Regions from separate parts of the Oryzias latipes genome. Here region 1 is linked to region 2. Evidence: chromatin contacts called from public Hi-C data. All regions are on one chromosome and are shown on one strand. Each heading gives the region's core, a stretch centred on a gene start, on an enhancer-like site or on the middle of the called end of the contact. The rest is flanking DNA. Distances are from core to core; before and after follow the strand shown. Region 1 holds the start of tfap2b (transcription factor AP-2-beta). Region 2 overlaps map3k5 (mitogen-activated protein kinase kinase kinase 5).

Region 1 (3,722 bases), core at 305-2,804, 190 kb before region 2:
TTGTGTTTCAATCAGTTGTCATCATCCACACACAATCAACAGACTGGATGTTTGGATGGTCCCTCCTTTCCTCTGAAGAGGTGGAGGGAAAATCCCAGAAGATCTAGTGTTTCTGAAATGCAAAATCTTCTTGATTCTGCAAATCTATACCAACCTGAGGATTTCTAAACCATTCCCTCCTTGCAGTTGATGGATCAGTTTGTCAGAATCTGTTTATCCGCATGGTCTCTAGGGATCAGAGGAAGGACAGCAGGAAAACCGACAGATGTTGCCTCACCTGCGTTCCAGAGAACAACCTCTTGAAAAGACACTTTCCCTTTCCTGAGAAATGTTAGAAATCAGAAAATGAAGCAAAGAAAAAAAAAAGAATTGACAGATCAGAAACTGTGCAGGTGACCAGAAAGTTTTCCAGCAACTGCTGGGATTATTGGCTCCGCCTATTTGCCAAACCAGCAAAGTCTCCGTAAAGAAAGGGGTTTTCATGGGAACCAAATCCAGGCGTGAGACAGAAGGAAAACTCATAAAGAAAGAAACGATCAGTGTTTTTTTTTTATATGATTATGCTGTTTTTAGGCAAAGTGAAAAAAAACAACAACTCACCTTTGTGTTGTGAGCGGGACCGTCGGCGAACAACCCAACCTCCCTTTCCCTTCCATGTTACTAAAAGTTCTCTGTTCACACTCTCTCCCACTAGCTTACAGCCCATCACACTCCCAACCTAACATTACCGGTGCAACAAAAATGCCAGCAAGATTGAAGCTACTCAGCCATTCAGTTCTGATCCAGATTCCAGCTCAGACGAGGAAAACAAATACATTCATGGATCTATTTGTCTGCAGGTGGATGAATCAGAATTGAGCGGAGCAGGAAGACTGTAGTACCTTGAATGTATTCTTTACGACACAAACACGATTGTTTTCCAACAACAGATTTTCATCGGCTTCTAATTCACAACTGTTTATAAAAAAGAAATACTCAGAGATGCAATTATAAGCCTACATTTTTTAAATATATGTTCTCCATCATCAGATAAATACAACAAGAACATGTTAAAAACACCAAAAACAACATTTTTAATGGAGTAGGTCTTTAAAAATAAGCAACTTTACAAGAAAAAATGAGAAAAGTGTGAGGAAGAAGAAGACATAAAATTCTAGCTCTGTAAACGTGAGATCACAACCATTTCTGATGAGATCCTGCAGCAGCAATCAGCGTTTGTTGGATATTCGGAGTGGACTGTTGTTTCTAATAATCTCACAGCACCTGGACGTTTACACAACAAGAAAAAAACAGAAGAAACAGGGAACTGTGGGCTCATCCATGGAAGATTTTCAGTGTAATCTGACAAAAACTATTGTGGTTCCACAATAGGTAAATACATATTTTTTTCTTTGTGTTTTAATTACTGCAGAGATCAATAAAACATGCATCCTCCCCTTTCGACTCCACGGAGCCCCGTGGCTCCTCTTGGCTGCAGAGGAGTCCTTGGAGGGGTTCCCCATTCACAAAGCCTGCCTTTCTGACATTAGAGGAGGGGGGGGGGTGAGGAGAGGGGAGGGAAGGAGGAGAGAGAAACACAGTAGAGGCTCCTCACTTGGCTGCATTCGCTTTACCGACATCGGAGAGGCGACCATGCTGTGGAAACTAGTGGAGAATGTCAAGTATGAAGATATTTACGAGGTAATCCGACTGTTTGTAATTTGGGATTGACATTAAATCCGATGCTCTTGCTCGGATTTAGAGATTTTGTTGTAGATTTTCTTTTACTTTAGATGTGAGGCATTGAGGCCTAAAATATGTTTTTGTGTCTTTAAACTGTTATATACTGTAAACTACATTTTAGGAACAACTATTTTAGTTTTAAAGCCACTAAAATAAAATTAAAAACTGTTTAAATTAGATCTTTTTACATCTCGTGTATAGTGGGGTGTATTTCTGTGTAAAATGATCCATATTTTTTTAAACTGTTTGGGGAAAAAACAGATTTGTGGAGGTTTTTACATAAATATATATTATTAAATTCCTTAAATTGTTGCAAACATGAGCAGATCAGTGAGAACTTCGTGGAAATCTTCTGGCTTTCATCTCTGAAGGAGCGTTTGGAGAACAGAGCAGTCAACGATGAGGGCGCCGCACTTTTCTCCCACATGCGCGAGGAACCCACGGGGGGCAGAGTGGGGCCTCCAGTGTGAACTAAGACAAACCTTTCTCAAAAATAACTCGTCTACAAAAATAAAAATCCTGAATTTTGAAAGAGTGTAGGGCATGAGAGGGGAGGGGTGTTCACAAGTTTACTCTTGCGCGTGTTTGTGTCCTCCAAAAACGTGCGTAAATTGGCCCCCCTTGTGGGTTAAAAAAAAGGCGCACTTGTCTGCGTCAGATTCAGGCTTAGCGGGTCGGCCCTCCACGGACTCCAAACGTCACTCCCGGAAAGGCTTCACGCTCCGTGTGTTGCCAGTCCCCTGCCCGCGCGGCGCGCATTAATATTCCTGTAAGTCTCAGTCATGAATAACAATTACAGCGGGGCGTAGAGGCGGGAGCTGAGCGCGCACAGTCAGAGCGGGGTGCAGGCATGCCTGCAGACACACTCAGAGTGCGCTGACCTGGAATCACTTCGCTTCATCTCGGCCCACGACCTCGCGCTTCGTCCCGCTGCTCCAGAGGTTTGTCCAGATGTTGGTGCACTCCTATTCCGCCGCGGTGAGTGTGGATGCAGGACCCCTCCAACCAAAGACGCGCGGATGAAGAGGGGGGAACTCTGCTGGTTTTAACGCTTGAAATCTTTTTTCTGCTTTAAGGACCGACATGATGGGGTCTCGAGCCACAGCTCGCGCCTGTCACAGCTGGGTTCAGTGGCGCACGGGGGCCCTTACTCCAGCGCGCCGCCGTTGTCCCACGCGCCCTCCTCGGACTTCCAGCCGCCGTACTTCCCCCCTCCGTATCAGCCGCTCGCACACTACCAGAGCCAGGACCCGTACTCCCACGTGAGCGACCCTTACTCCCTGAACTCTCTACACCAGAGCCAGCAGGGCGCGTGGGGCGCGCGCCAGCGCCAGGACGCCTCCGGGGAGCGCATGGACGGCTCGTCGCTGCTAGCGCAGCCGCGGGCCTCGCTGCCTCAGCTGTCGGGCCTAGACCCGCGGCGGGACTACGGCGTGCGGCGCCCTGACGTGCTGCTTCACTCCACCCATCCGGGGCTCGAACCCGGGATGGGGGACAGTCTGCTGCACGGGCTGCACGGCATGGACGAAGTGCAGGTGATCCATCAGTTTCAGGTTTTTAAATAAGTTGTTTTTTGTTCATTCAATGAAGATTTCATTTTTTGGGCATTATTTTGTGTACATTTAACAAAATAAAAGCTTAAATTGACCATTTTTAACAAAATAAATGAACGGTTTTCTAATATTTTGTTAACCTTTATTTTAAAATAAAAATCCCCAAATGCTATTAAATTATTACAATATTTATTTTAAAGGCATGCATAAAATCCAGCTTCTTTTCAGTGACTTTGGCCCTAAATCCTCCAAAGGCAGCAGGAGCTGCAGCTCAGCTGTGGAGGATTTCATTTTCCTCTCCTCTCCCCTCAGGGCGCGACTATCATGATTTGTTTGTCATTTAACCCCGCAATAGATTTTCATTTCTGCCCTTCTGTGCGCGTGTCATGAATTTATTAACCCCATATAAATTTGTTTTCATGGCTCTTTCCCTGCCTTTCTTTTTAT
Region 2 (3,761 bases), core at 812-3,311:
CAGTCAACATGGGAAAAGGACAGAAAGATCCAGTCTGGTCCTGTGTGGCCTTTGCTTTGTTGTGCTGACGTGTGGAGGCCTTTTTTCCCCTCCTGTTGCTGTGTGCTGAGTCATCTTTTGAAATGCACAGAACTTGTGACGTGCCCCACCTGTTGAAATATGCGCACTTATATGAGGAGCAAACTATCAAGTGTCACTGATAAAGAACATCTAATAAAAAATGATCAGTAGATAAAACAAAAGTAAGTTTTCATTGATTAGATATGAAGTTACTGGTATGTTGTTCTTTTGAGGGCTAACAAAATGGGAAAACTTTGTTTTCTGAAGCCTTAGTCACAACTAGCCATTAGATAGGGGCTGTTTGTGGGCATGCAGAGGGCCTGGAGGGCATATCAAAATTAGAATTTCGACTATTAGAACTTAAGAAATTAGAGTGTACTTTGTATGGGTCTCTTATGGAAACTGTTGTGTTACCTGCACACCCCGTGCATGCAGCATTTGTACACATTTGTCAGTAGGGGGCTAGAAGGGGGTCTCACTAATGCTAGAGTGTTCCAAAGAGTCATGCAGGTTTGTGTAACTTGCATTATCCTTGCAAATACTTCTCCATACACTTACCATGCATACGACAACTGTACCTTCCATTTTCATGACGTTGAGGTGGCCCCAACCCTTGTGCTATCTTAGATGACCCCACCCTTACATTGACGTGTTCTCCCTACCATGACAAAGGTGGATAAAGGTGGAAAGATTTCATGTAATCCATGGAGACCAGTGAAGATCACAAATCATTGAAGAAAAAAGGTTCAGCGCACTGTCTAGTGGGTCTAGATGACCCAACTCCCAACGTTAAAGTGCCTAGGATAACACTAGGTTAGGGGAACAACAAGACATACCTGCCCTCCCCTTTAGGCCCGGCTGCTTCTGTCTATGACCCTCTATAGGCCCGGACAACCCAAAAACCTGCAGCCCCCAAATGGGTCAATCCCTATACGGACCCATGTGATTAAGGCTTTATCAATCTCCTTTTCCAACATCTGCAAGATCGCTTGGTCACCTATGGATGGTTCTAGCATCCCATCATTCCTTCTGCTAACAAACTACAGTCTTTGTTGTTTTGCACGATTAACCAAAAGAATGAAAGTGTTCCTTTCAATGTGTCTCTTTGAGTCTTCGTTGGCACTTGCAGCGTTGTCTTTGCACGAGCTTTATCAGCGTGTGTGCTAACTGATGAGTCGTCTGACTGGCGTGATCTGCTTTATGATGTAGAACAAAGAAGTCTGACCTTCAGATCGCCACTACATTGTAGTAACTGCAGTTCTGTCCGCTGCATTGCGGACAGAACTGCAGTTACTACAATGTAGTGGCGATCTAAGCAGCTTTTGTTGACGACACAATGTTCCTTTTAAGGACTTTATTCCTCGTATCGTAAGGATAAGAGGAAAAAAATCTTAATGCAAGAACACATCAACAACACAACCCCAACAGAGCTATGTAAAACATGCAAATCCAAAATGCTAATCCTAATTCAAAAACAAACACATAAAGCCAACTTATAGAAGTTACAAGCTGTGCTTAGCATAACTTTTACAGACTAACAACGGCAATCCTGCACACTGCCAGTTGACGTAATTAACATTTCAGTTAGAGATGTCTGTTAGCTTTACCAGAGAAAAAACAGTTAAAGTACTTTCAAAAGAAATTCCAAGGCTCTGACCCACAAGTAAAAACAAAAAATAAAATACTGAAGAAAAGCTAATGTTTGACTTGTAATAAATCATTTTTTAACGATGATGATGAGTAAACCTAAAACGATAAAGACAATGATTTACCAAAGAAAAAAATCAATGCGTTAACAACGCAAATATTAAACGCAAAGCCTTTTGGGGGGATGAAAAAGAAACAGAACAAAAGGAGTTTGTGTGGCCTTGTTGACATGAAGAACAAAAAAGAATCTTTCCACAAAGATTACAGTCTCCACACGTTTCCATCTCAGCAATGATCTCATGCTGTTCCTGCCCTATACGGGTGATCACCGAGAGACATCTTAACACACAAAAACACCCTGATAGGATCCGCAGTCATGCCTGTGGAATGTCTCAGGCCAAAAACAGCAGCATTCCTCAGGATTACTGAGCAGAATTTCTGGCCATCTTCCAACAACTCCGAACTGAGCCGGGAAGTCCCGACTGAGCGATGTTGAGTCGAAAAAATGCTTCTCCCGAATTGATCTCTTACTGTTTGTGCTTCGCCTGCAGGTGGGGATGTTTAAGATCCACCCAGAGATCCCAGAGTCCATGTCCCTGGAGGCCAAGGCCTTCATCCTGCGCTGCTTTGAGCCCGATCCGGATCGCAGGGCCACAGCCTTTGATCTCCTTACCGATGAGTTCCTCACCGTCACCAGCCGCAGGAAGAAGAGCAAGAACAGCCTCACAGGTGGATGCTCCTCAACACCTCCAGATCTTTTTTTCTACACCACAGTTCATGCAGCAAGAAGGAAATCGCCCAATTATTTATTGTGATGGAAAACATAAAATCCTAATCAGCATGTTTCAATTAATCCTTAAAGTTCCACTCTGATCATCTTTTGATCCACAGTGATCTTTTAATTATAATTACGCCATTTTTACCCAAAATGAAAATAAAAACTGTGCTGTTTTCTGGGACATAGTTTCTGCAGAGCGGCAGGAGTTCATTAGAAATTAGAATTCATTAGAAACCTCTGAGTTGTAGATGGGACCATTGGTGTCGAGCAAACCCACCCCCATTGCTGAGAGCTCTTTGTTTACATTCTCTATCAGAGCTATCCAGCTGTACAGTTAAGATCCAGATTCCAGCTCAGACCAGGATAACAAAGACGTTCATGGATCCATTTGTCTGCAAGTGGATGTATCAGAATGGAGCAGAGCAGGGAGCTTGAGGCTTGCCGTAGCTTTCAATACCGCTGCTGATTCACAACAATTTGAATAAAGAAATACTCCGAAATTTAAATAATTTAATATACCGATATGTCCTCCATCACCACAAAAATGCCTCAAAAACCAAAACATTATCAGTTTTTAAGTCCATATTGCTATGTTTTAGAATAAATAAATACAGCATTAATTGTTACAATATAGAAGCTTTTGCAAAAAAAAACTATACAAATAGGACGTAATTAGTAAAATGAAAGGTTACATTTTAATGTTTTTTAATAGATTATTTTGTGATTTGAATTTTCTTTTCTATACTATATTTCATTATAGTCCCTAAATTGATTATAATTGCCTGAATTATTCCAGATTTGAGATATTCTTGTTACTTTTGTACATTGTTTTTGTTACCGGGCGGGCTTTCTTGGAAATGTTTTTCTTCCAGCTTGTCTAACACGTCTATCCCTCCCCTTACAGCTCAGTCCGCCGGGTCCGGTGAGTTTTTCTGCCTTCTACACTCATTTATCTCTGCTTGCTCTTTTTCGTAAACTGGCTGTCATTTTTTGAAAACAGCTGCCTGCTTTGCTAACGATGTGGGCCACAGTTTACATGTCTCCCTCACTGCAACTTAAAATAGATGTTACACAACCACATGCTCCCCTGCCACTGAAGTACGGCGGCTGGGAGTCGCCGCTAAATTCAAGTTGCATCACTTTTGATGAATTAGTTTTTCCACGCTGGAGCTCTAAACGGCTTCATGCCTGCTGCAGAGTACCTTCGCAGCATCTCCCTGCCTGTGCCGGTGGTGGTGGAGGACACCAGCAGCAGCAGCGAGTACGGCTCCGTCTC

The links. Hi-C and Micro-C count contacts between places; a contact is called where the count stands out from the background.
Region 1: a contact with region 2 is called in a Hi-C map of embryo, with 3 times the contacts expected there. The contact joins the promoter of tfap2b here to the enhancer-like site in region 2. A contact is called at or near these places in 3 of 5 Hi-C or Micro-C datasets (embryo and gastrula embryo).

What each region holds. Positions count from the first base shown.
Region 1 is chr24:18,922,297-18,926,018 of ASM223467v1, reverse strand. tfap2b (transcription factor AP-2-beta) reads left to right here and starts at 1,554. Exons shown (of 7, transcript XM_023953210.1): 1 at 1,554-1,680; 2 at 2,799-3,257. The coding sequence starts at 1,633.
Region 2 is chr24:18,729,056-18,732,816 of ASM223467v1, reverse strand. map3k5 (mitogen-activated protein kinase kinase kinase 5) reads left to right here. Exons shown (of 30, transcript XM_023952698.1): 20 at 2,259-2,436; 21 at 3,390-3,407; 22 at 3,683-3,761. Among protein-coding and RNA genes, the nearest start is that of LOC101175213, 22 kb to the right of the region's middle. Within about 2 kb of position 2,061, at least 2 of the 8 cell types and tissues checked have an H3K27ac peak or open chromatin away from gene starts, as enhancers often do. A contact at or near this core is called in embryo, where this site is marked.